2 separate regions of the Oryctolagus cuniculus genome follow, and region 2 is linked to region 1. A link is a contact called in public Hi-C data. All regions are on one chromosome and are shown on one strand. The core of a region is the stretch at or near the end of the contact, and the rest is flanking DNA. Distances in the headings are between cores, read along the strand shown. Region 1 overlaps GARRE1 (granule associated Rac and RHOG effector 1). Region 2 overlaps GARRE1 (granule associated Rac and RHOG effector 1).

Region 1 (7,720 bases), core at 2,367-4,866:
ATTTAAGCATCCTTTTTTCTCCTTTTTGAACGTTGCACAGGATTCTGTGAAAATTTTACTCACTATTCTGTTGAAAAACTGAAGCCTCATTCCCCAGGAGCTCAATGTCAAGTAACTCTTCCAAGTCTTTGGGAAAATAAGAGCACCTGAGAGCTAGGAAGGTGGGGCATCACACGGTTTGGTTAGGCTTGGTTATCCATAGTCTTTCTTTCACTCCTATGACTTGTTCTTTAGTCAGAAACGGACCTTCCCAGCTGGGCAAAGAATGTTGGTTTGCATAAGGAATTGTTTGCTCTGGAGTTGGAGAAAAGCACTTTGACATTTTCTCAGTGTAAGTTCACAGAGAGCTTGAAGTCTCAGGGGTTGCACTCTGCATGTCTTTTTCTGTACTAGAACCGCCGTCCTGTGGGTCCCCTAGTTGGTGCTAGCTCATTTCCCTTGTAAATGACTGTAAATAGTAAGCCATTCTTTTGTGAGAAACCTTGTTTTTGGTTGGCCTTTCTTATTTTTTAAAAAAGATTTATTTATTTATTTATTTGAAAGGAGTGGCAGAGAGAGGTCTTCCATTCACTGGTTCACTCCCCAAATGGCCCCAATGGCTGGAGCTGGGCTGATCCGAAGCCAGGAGCCAGGAGCTGCTTGTAGGTCTCCTACGCGGGTGCAGGCGGTGGCTTTACCTCTACGCCACAGCACTGGCTCTTTATTATTATTATTTTTTAAAGATTTATTTATTGGGGCCAGTGCTGTGGTGTAGCGGGTAAATCTGCTGCCTGTGGTGCTGGCATCCCACATGGGCACTGGTTCAAGTGCTGGCTGCTCCACTTCCAATCTAGCTCTCTGCTAATGCACCTGGGAAAGCAGAGGAGGATGGCCCAAGTCCTTGGGCCCCTGCACCCACATGGGAGACCTGGAAGAAGCTCCTGGATTCTGGCTCTGGATCAGCCCAGCTCCGGCTGTTGTGGCCATTTGGGGAGTAAACCAGCAGATAGAACTCTCTGTTTCTCTCTAACTCTACCATTCAAATAAATAAATATTTTTTAAAAATTATTTTTATTTATTTGAAAGGCACAGTTACAGAGAGGGAGAGACAGATCTTCTAGCTGGTTCCCTCCCCTAATGGCCACAACGGCTGGGGCTAGGCCAGACTGAAGCCACCAGCCAGGAGCTTCATCTAGTCTCCCACGTGGGTGTAGGGGCCCAAGCATTGGGGTCATCTTCTGCATTAGCAGGGAGCTGGATCAGAAGTGGAGCAGCTGGGACTCCAGCTGGTGCCCGTGTGAGATGCTAGCATCATAGGTGGTAGTTTTACCCACTGTGCCACAACGCTGGCCTCAAATAAAGAAATCTTTAAAAAAAATTTTTTTTTTAAATTTATTTGAAAGGCAGAGTTTCAGAGAAAGAGAGAGAGATCAGTCATCCATCCGTGGTTCACTCCCCAACGTAGTTCACTCTGCAATATCAGAGCTAAGCCAAGCTGGAACCCAGGAGTCTAGAATTCCATCCAGGTCTACCACATTGGTGACAGGGACTCTAGTACTTGGGCCATGTTCCCCTGCTTTCCCAGGTGCATTAGCAGGGACCTGGATTGAAAGTGGAGCAGCTAGGACTCGAACTGATGCTCATGGGATGTAGGCATTGCAGGCAGTGGCTTAATCTGCACCAGCCCTGATTGGCCTTTTGCTTTAAAATTTTTTCATTTTTTTTTATTTGAAAGGCAGAGAGAGACACACAGAAAAGAGAGATCTTTGATCTGCTGGTTTATTTTGTAAATGCTTACAACTGCTGGGGCTGGCCTGGGTCAAAACTGGTAGCCTGGAACTCCATCTGTGTCTTCCGTGTGGATGACAGGTACTGAACTGCTTGAGCCATCACCTGTTGCATATTAGTGCATCTGAGGTACACATTAGCAGGAAGCAGAGCAGGGACTGGAACCCAGGGATTTCAATAAGGGATGCAGGCATCCTTAGCAGTGTGCACTTAGCAGACCACTGTGCTGCAGGTCTGCCCCTTGTCATTTACTTTTTATCCCTACATCTTTAATTAGATGTTGTACCTTTTCTCCTTTTTCTTTTTTCTTTTTTTTTTTTTTTTTTAAGATTTATTTATTAATTTGGAAGGCAGTTACAGAGGGAGGGAGAGAGAAAATCTTCCATCTGCTGTGTCACTCCCCAAATGGCTGCAACAACTGGAGCTGGGTTGATCCAAAGCCAGGAGCCAGGAGCCTCTTCTGGGTCTCCAATGTGGGTGCAGGGGCCCAAGCACTGGAACCATCTTCTACTGTTTTCTCAGGCCATTAGCAGGGAGATAGAACAGAAGAGGAGCAGCAGGGCCGGTGCTGTGGCGTAGCTGGTAAAGCCACTGCCTACAGTGCCGACCTCTCACATGGGCACCAGTTCAAATCCCAACTGTTCCACTTACAATCCAGCTCTCCGCTATGGCTTGAGAAAGCAGTAGTAGATGGCCCAAGTCCTTGGGCCCCTGCACCCACATGGGAGACCGGGAAGAAGCTCCTGGCTCCTGGCTTCAGATCGGTGCAGCTCCAGCTGTTGCAGCCATCTGGGGAGTGAACAAGTGGATGAAAGACCTCTCTCTCTCTCTCTCTCTCTCTCTCTGCCTCTCCTTTTCTCTATGTGTAACTCAAATAAATTAAGAAATCTTAAAAAAAAAAAAAATGGAGCAGCAGGGACTCAAACTGGTGCCTATATAGGATGCTGGCACCACAGGCCCCTGTTGTACCTTTTTTCTAAGGGACTTTGAAGACATTATTGGTCCTAATGTGAATGAGCAAGAGGAGATGCAGTGAATTTAGTCAGCTCACATTTTTGCAGTACATATAATACAATCCACTTGCTTTCTTGGGAGATCAGAATATAGAGCTGAAAGGTATACCTTAGAAGGGAAAGTCAAACAAGGAGCTGCCATAATGTATAAGTACCTGGAAGGAGAGATACTGAATGAACTCTGCCAGGTCTCAGAGCTCTTTCCAATCTGGTTCACTGTGTTTATCTCCAAGGCCTGGAATGCAGTGTTCTGGAAATGCTTAAGTATTTGTTGAATGAATGAATGACCATCCGAGAATGGTACCAAAATAAATATTACACAGATCTGCCATCTATAGGAAACATATAAGCCAAGAGACATTTTATAAATGTAGTTTAAAGAATTTTAGGGAAAACTTGAAATTCAACCAAATTGACCCAGCTCTAACCCTGGGAAAGCATGATTGGAATGTGTTTGTGGCCAGAAAGCTTAAACTTAATTTTGTATCCTCGGAAGAAAGACTTGCGTTTCTAGGGGAGAGTAGGGATGATTGTGGAAACTGAACTGTGGTGTCCAGGAGAGGAATTATGTGGTGTGTCTGGAGCTCCGGAGTGGAGCGGGTCCAAGGAATGAATGGATGTGTCCCTGTTGATTACTCTACCTGTAAGGGTCTGTCCCTGGCTTAGCTTCTGTCTCCCTAATACCTTCTGCTTAGGACATGATTTCACGTGGAACTTTCTTGCCAAGGAGAGAATGTGAATGGTTAAGAGCTCTGCATCCAAACTGCTTGGGTCAGATTCTGGTCCTGGGGTGCTAGCTTACTCCGTTCATATTCCCATCTGTGGAATGGGGGTAATAATAGCACCTTTCAATCAGTGCTGCTGCAGCTTTGAGCACTGCTGCCTGGCACCTGGTGAGTGCTCAGCAAGTGGTGGCTCTCATTGGTGTTTGTAAACTTAGTAACTGACCTTCTAGGTAGTACATCAGTCCTCTTGAACTTAAAGAACTTAAGTCAGTCCTTGTGAACCTGCTTGTTCCTTGCTGTACTGGCAGAGCTGGTGTCCACACTGTGGTAAGGAACGCCAGATAGCCTCTTCTCACTGCTCAGCTGAGGCATCCAGCCTGCAGTTTTTAGGGAATGCTTCCTGGGGAAGGCAGTTCTTGAGTACTGTGGGGAAGAATTAGTCCAGGACCACAGTTAGGGGTGAGGACTCTTAGGCAGGAGTATGACATGTAGTTGTTTTTTTTTTTTAACTTTTATTTAATAAATACAAATTTCCAAAGTACAGTTTATGAATTACAGTGGCTTCCCCCCATAAGTTCTTTTTTTTAATTTAATAAATGTGAATTTACAAAGTGCAACTTTTGTATTGTTGTGGCTCCCCCCCCAACCTCCGTCCCTCCCACCCTCCCACGGCCCTCCCATCTCCTACTCCCTCTCCCATCCCGCCCTTCATCGAGTTTCATTTTCAATCACCTTCATATACAGAAGATCAACTTAGTATACACTAAGCAAGGATTTCAACAGGCTGCACTCACACAACCGCACAAAGTATAGGGCATTGTTTGACTAGTAGTGTTGTTTTTAAGTTTCATAGTAAAACACATTAAGGACAGAGATCCTACGTGGGGAGCATGAACCCAGTGACTCCTGTTGTTGATTTAACAATTGGCACTCTTATTTATGACAGCAGCAATCACCCGAGACTCTTGCTATGAGCTCATGACATGTAGCTGTACAAAGGCATAGAGGTGAGCAAGCACGAGATATTTGAGCTGTAGGAGATTTAGCGTAAAGAGTATACAGCTATGAATAGGGAATAGAGGGAAATGAGATTGGAGAAGAAAGTAGGCCAGCTCTTTTTTTTTTTTTTTTTTTTTGAAAGAGTTACAAAGAGAGGAGGAGAGACAGAGAGGTCTTCCATCTGTTGGTTCATTCCCCAAGTGGCCACAAGGACCGGGGCTAGGCCAGGCCAGAGCCAGGAGATTCTTCTGGGTCTCCCACATGCGTGCAGGGGCCCAAGGACTTGAGACAAGCTCCGCAGCTTTTCCCAGGCAGCTAGATGAGAAGTGGAGCAGCTAGGACTCGGATGGGCGCCCGTGTAGGACGCTGGCATTGCAGATGGTGGCTTTACCCACTGTGCCACAGCACAGGCCCCAGGCCAGCTCTATTTATTTTTATTTTTATTTATTTATTTATTTATTTTTTGACAGGCAGAGTGGACAGTGAGAGAGAGAGAGAGAGACAGAAAGGTCTTCCTTTGCCGTTGGTTCACCCTCCAATGGCCGCCGCGGCTGGCGCACTGCAGCCGGCGCACCGCGCTGATCCGAAGCCAGGAGCCAGGTGCTTCTCCTGGTCTCCCATGGGGTGCAGGGCCCGAGCACTTGGGCCATCCTCCACTGCACTCCCTGGCCACAGCAGAGAGCTGGCCTGGAAGAGGGGCAACCTGGACAGAATCCGGCGCCCCAACTGGGACTAGAACCCGGTGTGCCAGCGCTGCAAGGCGGCGGATTAGCCTAGTGAGCCGCGGCGCCGGCCAGCTCTATTTATTTATTTGAAAGAGCTACAGTGTTAGAGGGAGAGAGAGAATGACCTGTCTGCTGGTTCATTCCCCAGATGGCCACAACAACCAGGGCTGGGCCAGGCTGAAGCCAGGAGCTTCATCTGGGTCTCCTATGTGGGTGCAGGGGCCCAGGCAGTTAGTCCATCTTCTGCTGCTTTCCCAGGTGCATTAGCAGGGAGCTGGATCAGAAGTAGAGCAGCCGGGACTCCAGCCGGCGCCTATATGGGATGCCGTTGCAGCAGGCTGCGGCTTTACCTGCTCCGCCACACTGCCGGCTCCCAGCCCAGCTCTAAAGAAGTAACATTATCTGATTTATTGGGCAGTGACGATGCTTCAGGTCCTACTGTGCTGACCAGGTTTGCTTCTAAATGCCTTCTGTATATTACTTTGTTTAGTCTTCACAGCAGTTCTATGATGTAGGTACTTAACACAAGTGACATGTTTCAGCCTGCATACCATGTAAAGCAACCCTCACTATCTTTTGTATGTAGGAAAGCTTTCAGTGATCCTGATGAAGGCCAGGCCTACCAATGACCTCTGACTAATGCAACCATCTTGGGTTAAAATGTTACAAAAGTTAATAAAAACAATATAGTTGTAGATATGAATCAAACTCAGAGAAATTATTCAGTGGAAAAAACAAAATGCAGAACAGTATGTATATGTGGTTACTTTTTTTTTTTTTTTATACAAAAAAAGAAAACTTGGGCCAGCACCGTGGGCCCAGCAGGTAAAGTCACTCCCTGCAATGAGGACATCTTGTGTGGGTACCCATTCATGTCCTGGCTGCTCCACTTCCAGTCCAGCTCCCTATTGATGGCCTGGGAAAAGCAACAGAAGATGGTCCAACTGTATGGGCACCTGCCACCCATGTGGGAAACTAGATGAAGCACCTGGCTTCTGGCTTCAGGAAGCCCACCTGGCAGTTGCAGCCATCTAGGGAATAAACCAGAGCTGATGGAAGACCTATCTCTGTCTTTTTTTCTCCATAACTCTGCAAAATAAATAAATAAATAGATAGATATGTGATCAGTTCCTAAGTACATGCAAAATTTCCAGGATGATAGAAAAAAAAGAAAAAACAGTGGTTGGCTTTGGGATGAAGCTTCAGAAAACCAGGCTGTTGGATGGACTTAGATTTTACTTAAATACCGTTTTGTAGGGCATGATTTTTTTTCTCTTATGTATACGTATTGTGTTCTCAGTCTTAAAATTAATGAATTTAAAAATCATTGTCTGTGGTGTACAAGGCAGTCCGTCAGGTAGAAAGAGAATGGCTCTCAGAGACCTGTGTTCAAGTCCTTTTTTTTTTTTTTTTTAATAGATTCATTTATTTGAAAGGCAGAGTTACAGAGAGACAGGGAGAAAGAGATTGAGTGGAGCAGCTGGGACTCGATATTCAAGACTTGACTCTGCTGCTTACTAGCCACTCTTAAGTCACGCGTAACTATGGCTTTCCTCAGTTTATCTAATTTGACCACGGGGGAGGTAATAACACCTACCTCCTGTGGTGATGGTGAGACTCTCCTGAGTTAGTATTTGTACATCCCTTAGAACAATTGCTGACAGGTGTATGGGTTTTTTGTTGTTGTTTGTTTTTCTTTTTTAGGTGTGTGTTTTTTGCTGTCGGTGGTGCTGTGGCCCAGCACCGTGCACTACAACAAATGTGAAGATGTGTGCAGCCTCTGTCTTTGGTGCTTCTAGTTTGTTTGGAGTGGGAACATACACAAGCTAATGACAAGTATTGACAACAGAGGCCACAGGCGCTCAGGGGAGGCTCCGTGGAAGCTAAGGTGGCTCAAGATAGTAGTTTCACTGAAACGGTGAACCTTAAATATGAATAACTTCTAGTAAAATGAGGGGGGGAAGCACAAAAGGACTGGCTCCAAGGGTGCTGTATCCCAGACAGCCTGAGGCAGAAGAATCAGAAAAACAAACGAGCTTTGAAGGGGGTCTGCAATTAAAGTATGTTATGACATGGCATGTTGTCATTACGTGGCAGATTTCCTAACATACATAAAATAATATGGTTTGTAGACGATTTATAAACAGTGGCATCTTAGATGCGGTGGTTCTGCCTTGACCTTTGAAGTGGCTGTGAGGGGTTCTTGTGTAATGTAACAGACCCTTTAATACACTGCATGTGGGTCATTCCCAGGTTGATGCCTGTTGGCAGTGCTAGCAGTGAGTGTTCATGATATAGGCATCTACATTTACTGTGAATCTATCTCTAGGATTCATTCCTAGATACAATACTGCTTTTTAAAAAACTACTTTGACTGTGTTGCTTGTGTCTGGGCCAGTGTCAGATGAGTGCTTTACGAAATTGGCAGTTGCAGCGAATCTTAATTAGGGGGTTTCTGAATATATTACTTTAAATTTTCTTTTTTTTTTTT
Region 2 (7,720 bases), core at 1,875-4,374, 69 kb after region 1:
AAATGCAAGGGATGGAAATGAGGGAGGGAGCTAAAGTTGTGATGTTGAACCAGTTTAAAGGGTAAAAAGTAGTAGTTGATCTCAAGTCTTTTAGTAACTCTAGAAATTTTAAATTTCTGTTTTAATTGGAGTTTTTCATTTTTAACCTGCTATACAATCTTGATTCTTGGAAATGATTTATTTGTAGGCATATAAGATAGCTCTGGAAAGCTTAGGGCACTGTGAATATGCAATGAAAGCTGGCTTCCACCTGAATCCAAAGGCAATCGAAGCAAGTTTGCAGGTATGCTCTTCTTCCTGGGAGCTGTCAGGTGCTGTGGGAAAGTTCATGCAATCGAGTGTTCTGAAAGATGTGCTCTGGGTCACCTCTCCTCTTTCATCCAAACTTTTTCCAGGGCTGCTGCAGTGAGGCGGAAGCCCAGCAGACAGGGCGGAGGCAGACACCCCCGCAGCCCATGCAGTGTGAGCTTCCCACCGTCCCTGTGCAGATCGGATCGCACTTCCTGAAGGGTGTCTCCTTTAACGAGTCGGCCGCTGACAATCTGAAACTCAAGACGGTAGCTTTCCATGGGGTTCCACTACCACGGGGTTCCAACAACAGAGCATGAACTTGGAAATAGAGTTCTTAAAGGAAACTCAAGGGCTTGTGAAAAATGTAGATTAAAAAACAAAAAAAAGGTCAAGGAAGGAGACACTGATCTTCTTCAGTAAACCGAGGCCTAAAAGCAGAACTGTGGTGACTGTTTTAATGAGATATTTGCAAAACATTAGTTTTATTCATAATTTTATTCAAATGTTTAACATAAAGGGCTGAAAGTATGCTATGAAATATTGCTTATGTTTAATGATTATCAGTATGTTTGAGAAGAAACTTTGTCATAATACTGCAGTAACAGTGACCATTTGTGGAGCATTGTATTTGCCAGGCACTGTGCCAATGGCTTCCTGAGCACTGTCTTATTTAATACTTACCTATGAAGTGGATACTGCCTTTTTCCCCCATTCGACAGGGGAACTGAGGCCCCTGGTCACGTAGCTAGGAAATAGAAATCTGGAATCTGTACTTACGCGGTTTCCAGAGCCTGCAGAGCATACCTGATCACTTGGCCATCCAAAATGTGACTGATAATAACTATTTGAGAAACTGAAATGACATGATTTGGGTGTACATAAAGTGCTTTTCTCTTGAAGATGATTATGTAAACACATTTGCACACATTTGAGAACCTTGCATGGCATTGTGTTGGATGTGAACTCTTTTCTTCTCCATCTCCAGCACACAATGTTACAGCTGATCAAAGATGCAGGCTGCTATAATGGAATCACATCCAGGGAAGATCTTCCTGTGACTGAAGTTCTAAATCAGGTGTGCCCGTCCACATGGCGGGGTGCCTGCAAGACGGCTGTACAGCTGCTGTTTGGCCAGGCTGGACTGGTGAGCACATACATGTGAAAGGATGTGGTTATTTTACCGAGTTCTTCAGTGCTACAGAATTCCGACAAGATAGAAAACAGTAAAGGAAGAACAACATTATAAAACCTTTTTTTGTTTGTTTGTGTTACAGATTGGTAGTATATACTTGCAGAGAACCTAGTTGCAAAGTTATGTTGAAGGCACTCCTCATTTTAAGAAAACCATTGCATTAGTAGCAATTTGACAGGACCCTTGACCTGGCCTTCCTATTCTGGTGCTACAGTGGATGTCTTTTCTTTTGCTCAGATTTACCAAACTTCTTCCTGTATCAAACCTTTGCACACGATGCCCTTTTACCTGGAAATACTTTTCACTCCAGTTTCCACATGGCTCACTCCTCATCTTCCTGGTGTCAGTTCCAATATCACTTCCTCCAGGTCTCCTCCCATGACCATGCCGATAAGTAGTGCTCTAACCAGTCCCTTTGAACCCTAGCTTTCTGTTTATCTCCTTCTTAGCAATTAAATCACATCAACTAAAAATAATGTTTTGATCCTCTAACCTTTCAGAGAAGAAAAAACTTTTGCCAAAGTTGAGTGGGATTCAGAACAGCTAAAATCACCATTAGATTTTTCTTGGTGCCATTCACCCAAATGACCTTACGTACTTGTGTCCATTTTCTAGTAAACACCACCCCCCCCATTTTGTTTCCATTTCTTTTTTTTTTTAGATTTATGTATTTATGTATTTATTTATTTGAAAGGCAGAGTAACAGAGAGAGAGAGAGATCTTCTATGCCCTGAATTACTCCCCAAATGCGTGCGACAGCCGGGGATGGGCCAGGCCAAAGCCAGGAACCTGAGACTCAGTCTGGGTCTCCCTTGTGGGAGAGAGGGACCCAACTACCTTAGTCATCATCTATTGCTCCCAGGGTTCCCTTCAGTGGGAAGTTGGCTTGGAAGCAGGAAGCCAGGATTGAACCAGGCACTCTAATATGGGATGTGGGCATCTCAAGCAGTCCACAGCACCAAATGCCAACCCTATAGAAGCATCTTCCTTTCTTTCTTTCTTTCTAAGGACTTATTTATTTATTTGAAAGAATTAGAGGAAGATAAAGAGAGAGAAATCTTCCTTCTGCTGGTTCACTCCCCAAATGGCCTCAATGGCCAGGCTGAAGCCAGGAGTCAGGAGTTTCTTCCGGATCTCTCCCACATGGGTACAGAGGCCCAAGCACTGGGACCTCTTCTGCTGCTTTCCCAGGCACATTATATCTGCTTTCTTTCTAAAAAGATACAGCATTTCAGTCAGAAGTTAGAGGAAGTTAATTAGAGATTAAGAAAATGAAAGAACGGATATTTAGTGTGAGTCCTGACTATTCACATAGAAAGAGCTGTGGGGAGGTTACTGTCCTTTAGTTTCACTCAGATGAGGGTTCAAGGTCTCCAAGGAGATCACTGAGTCCACGGAGGTCCCCAAGAATATCAAGAAGTAGAAGTCACCATTGAGAGGGCCACGGGTCTTCTAGTTTTGATAGAGAATTAGAGAGAGAGAAAGAACGGCAACGACTAGAGCGTGAAGCCAAAGAAAGGGAGAAAGAAAGGCGAAGATCCTGAAGTCTCGATTGGGGGTTGGAACACAGGCGTAGCAGGAGTAGAGAAAGGCACTCAGATGAGGACTCAGGCAGGTGGCCCAGCTCGTCACAGTGCGGCCTTGTACAGGTCAGATGTGGGCCTGTCCTCACTAGTGATTTCCTTTAGGATCTGCTCCTCAGTAAAGGAACCCCCAAGAGAAATCTGTAGTCTGCTCTCCACTGCTGCAATGTAGAGGATGCTTTAGGGGAGTGATGCATGGTACAAAGACCATTGAACTGAAACTAGGGTGAGCCATGTGGCAGTGTGTTCTCAGGAAAGGCGTGTGGAAGAACACACACACACAGGCAGTCTTTAGAAAACATTGTAAGTTAAAAGAAAAAAAATTGTCTTATTCAGAGAGCAGACATTCTTCCTGGTTCTTTAGCCCTTGATTGTAGGGCACCTTTGTGTGTGACTGACAAAGAACCATTAGATTATGGTTCTGGGGTGGGAGGCCTGAGGAAACACCTGTGTGGTCCCATAATAGCTGTTCCTCGGACAGGAAGCCTTTTCCAAAGCACCAGCTGTGGGAACTCTTGTTTACAGCAGTGGGATGGAAATTGGCTCCAGCAGAGGCTCGGCTTGGAGCCCTGATAAGAACGCTGTGCAGCTTCACCCCATCTGAAATTTTACAGGTTTGATATTCAAGGTGTCTTAGGATTTTCTTGAAATTCTTTTTGTCATTCGAAAATGCTTTCATTACTTTGTTACTCTTCAGATCGTATATAGAAACTCCCCCTCCTAAATAAGAGGAAATCCTTGAAACAAGGTTTGGTTCTTTTTCCTGAAGTAGTTCTGTTTCTGTTGATGATTGAGGATAAAAGAATCTTCGAAAAACTTCATCCACTTTTGGCTTGTAGTCAGTCATTACGGTTGAGCTTTTCTGAGGTATTAGTTTGACTTTTAGTGACATTTCTATTTTTTTCAAGTGTATAGTATAAAAAATAACTAGAACAAAGGAAATAAAGTCATTCCTAATTAATATATTTATGGTTTGGAAAGATTCTTACAATATTCAGCAAATGCCACACCCAGAACATGGCTTCTGTTTAAAGAAGTGTTGTACATTCAGTCATCTTTGTTACTCACTGTTGTCTTCATGGGGCCCGTGACTCTCCTTGGCATAGCTCATGCAGGGAAGTTGTTCTTGCCAGTACTCGGCATCCATAGGCTTGTGTGTTGGATATGTTTTCCTCTCTGCAAGCTGGTTGCTGTTTCTGTTTCTCTCGCAGGTGGTGGTCGACACAGCACAGATTGAGAATAAAGAAGCCTATGCACCCCAGATCAGTTTAGAAGGCTCCAGAATCGTGGTTCAAGTCCCATCCACATGGTAATGTGACTCTTACATTAGCTGAAGCCTAAGCTCTGATTGAAGCTTGCACATTTTTTAAATGATTGCTTTGTTTTGAACAAACCCCTGACAGCTGACATGGCAGGTCTTTCTACATGTGCAGGTCAGTGAGCAGCAATGGTCTGTTAGTGGCCTGTGTCATGATTACTAGTCCATGATGAGGAAGCAGTGATGTCTGCAAGTAGTCTCATTGACCATATGTAACTAACCCGTTCTACACCTTTGAATAAGGAGCAGTATTATCTTTCTTTGTTAGAAAAGTCCACAGCTTTGAAACATAGTACATCATTTCCTCTATGTCTCCAGTGTTTCTCTACAGCTGAATGGAGAGCATAAAATTTTTCTTCTTCATCTGTTCCTCCTACAACCCTGCTGATTTTGTGCTCCTGTCTTTACACACTCAGTGTCAATTTGGAAACAAACTGAACCATTTTCAGTTACTATACTTGTAACACAACTAAGAATTGTTCTTTTTTGTTTGTTTTTAATGCTCTGGTAGGAACCACTCCTATAGTTAGCAGTTGAGGCATCCCTGTCCCACACTGGAGTGCCTGAATTCAGTTGCTAGCTCCAGCTTCCTGCCAGTGCAGACCTTGGGAGGCATGGGTGATGATGCATGTAATGGGGTTCCTGCTTCCTTGGGAGCCTGAGAGAGCTGGCCAGTACAGGCACTGGGGAATGAAGCAGTGAATGCGAGCTCTTTCTCCCTTTCTGTTTTTGTCTCTCCACTGTCAAATAAAAAAAAAAAAAAAAAAAAAAAAGAATTTTTTTTTAAAAAGAAAGCTCCTACAAATCAGAAAATGGGCATGGAACATGATCAGATAAACCAGAAAATAAGACACATAAGAAACAAGTAAGAAAACCAACAATATGATGTCATTTTGTCCAAAATACTAAATTGCTTTAGAGTAACGATATTTAATGTGACAGTAGTGTTTTGGGTCAGACTACGAAAACAGGCAGAGATTGTTAAATGGAGAGCAAATCCCACAGCCTTTCTAAAGGGCAGTTTAGTATACCAGAAGTCTAAAATAGGGGCCAGCATTATGGCATAGCAGATTAAGCCACTGCCCATGACTCTAGCATCCCATATGAACACTGGTTCCAGTCTCAGCTGCTGCACTTCCAATCCAGCTGCCTGCAGCTGTGCCTGAAAGAGCAGTGGATGATCGCTCAAGTACTTGGGGACCCTGCCACATGCTTGGAAGACCTGGATGGGTCTTTGGCTTGGTCCATTACTGGCCCTTGTGGCCATTTGGGGAGTGAACCATAGATGAAAGATCTCTCTCTCTTCCCTGTCTGTCTCTCCCTCTGACTCTGCCTTTCACATAAATAAATTTTCAAAAAAAAAAAAAAAGCTTTATGGGATATGACCTCAGCGACCTCAGCAGTTCCCAGGTCTACCTGTAGGTATTTGTCTGAGAGGTACATGTGTTTCACTATAAGGATTGGCTTCATAGCTTTATTGGAATGTAGCAAAAATTAAGTATCTATTGGAAGACATTTGCTTTTTTTAAGTTACGAAGAATTCCTTTAAATAGTAATCTCTCATCATGAATTTTAAATATTTACTATAGAAAAATTCCCTTTGTGGGGACATTTGCTATTAAAATTGTAATCTGAATGAGTATTAACCATGGAGAAAACATTTAAATCATTTAAGTAGGAAGAGATGGAGATAGTAAAGAACAGAGTTACTATCGTTGCCTAAAGTTTTTTTTTTTTTTTTTTTTTTTTAAGATTTACTTATTTGTTTGGAAGAATTACAGAGAGAGGAAGAGACAGACAAAAAAATCTTCCAGTCACTGGTTCACTCCCCAGGTAGCCACAATAGCTAGGACTTGGCCAGACCAAAGCCAGGAGCCAGGGGCTTTTTCCAGGTCTCCCACGTGGGTAGCAGGAGCTGAAGCACTTAACATCTTCTGCTTTTCCAGATCATTAGGAGGGAGCTGAATCAGAAATGGAGCATCCCTTGTGAGATGCTGGCACTTCAGGCTGTAGCTTTACCTGCTGCACCCCGATGCTGGCCCCCACGTGCCTAAGTGAATTAAAGTGGAAGAGACCCTTCTCTGCTGGTTTACTCCCCAGATGCCTACAACAACCAGAGTTATAAACTTGACTGAAACCAAGAATCTCAAAGTAGTTCTGGGTCTCCCACATTGGTGGTAAAAACCCAAGAACTTAAACCATCATCTGCTGCCTCCCAGGATACTCATTAGGAGGAAGTTGCATCAGAAGAGGAGCTGGGATGTGAACTGTGTACTCTTTGATAGGGGATACCAGCATCCCAATGTGAGGGTGCAAAAGTAGATTCTACCAAAAGCGTTTTAGAGAAAGCTCCCATCTGCTGGCTCACTCCCCAAAAATGTCCAAAATGTCCAGGGCTAGGCCAGCTGCAGACTAGAGCCAAGAGCCAGTAAGGAAATCCAAGAGGAACCCAAATACTTGAACTACTGCTATTGCCTTCAAAGCTCTGCATTGGCAGGAAGCTGAAATCAGGAGTCAGAGCCAGGAATTGAGCCCAGGTACTCTGGTGTGGTGTGTGGGCATCCTACTTCTAGGGTAAACATCAACCCCAGAATTTGTTGAAATATTATATTAAGTAAGGGTGAGGGTGAGCACTGTATTTTTGTCCCCAATCCTTCTATGAGTATCCCCTATCCAGAAGTTTAAATTGCATGCTTTTTTGTTGTTGTTCTTGAGATTTATTTATTTGAAAGACTGAGATACTGGTATGGCATCCCCTGCTTCACTCCCCAAATGATAGCAACAGCAAGCTATGGGCCAGACCAAATACTGGTCTCCCACATGGGTAGCAGGAACCCAAGCACTTGGGCTGGCTTCCACTGCCTTCCCAGGAGTACTAGTAGGAGACTGGATTGGAAGCAGTGTGAGATGCCGCATTGCAAGCTGTGGCTTAACCCACTGCCCCACAATGCTGGCCTCTAATTTTATTGTTGGTGGTATACTGTGTCCTGAAATTCATGGTAAATTTATATTACATATCTTCATTTCCATCAAACAACAGAAACTCTCTTTTCTGTAAGATTTTTGTTTCTGGATTCTGAATTCATTTTTCCAACTCAAGTTCTCATTAATAACATACTAATTAAACTTCATCAAGTTTCCCATTTTGAGGAAAGCAGTTTGAACTTTGGATAGTTGGGTAAATGTGAACAGCTAATACTAAAAGGTTAACACTTAGATTTACTTGCAAAATTTGGCCCATTTGTAATCCATTTCACCTGCTTGAAAAAGACCTTGAAAACTGGACTTCTTTGCAGAGGCTCCCTCTGCTGTCTGCTTTTGGTAATGATACAACAT

The links. Hi-C and Micro-C count contacts between places; a contact is called where the count stands out from the background.
Region 2: a contact with region 1 is called in a Hi-C map of an unstated tissue, with 2.1 times the contacts expected there. The contact joins two enhancer-like sites. A contact is called at or near these places in 3 of 6 Hi-C or Micro-C datasets (ear pinna, psoas muscle and an unstated tissue).

Annotation. Positions count from the first base shown.
Region 1 is chr18:22,329,050-22,336,769 of mOryCun1.1, forward strand. The region is part of intron 1 of GARRE1 (granule associated Rac and RHOG effector 1); the gene reads left to right. Among named protein-coding and RNA genes, the nearest start is that of GARRE1, 5.9 kb to the left of the region's middle. Within about 2 kb of position 3,617, at least 1 of the 8 cell types and tissues checked has an H3K27ac peak or open chromatin away from gene starts, as enhancers often do.
Region 2 is chr18:22,398,552-22,406,271 of mOryCun1.1, forward strand. It overlaps GARRE1 (granule associated Rac and RHOG effector 1), which reads left to right. Exons shown (of 15, transcript XM_051846738.2): 6 at 188-283; 7 at 396-557; 8 at 1,277-1,435; 9 at 4,278-4,375. Among named protein-coding and RNA genes, the nearest start is that of GPI, 29 kb to the right of the region's middle. Within about 2 kb of position 3,125, at least 2 of the 8 cell types and tissues checked have an H3K27ac peak or open chromatin away from gene starts, as enhancers often do.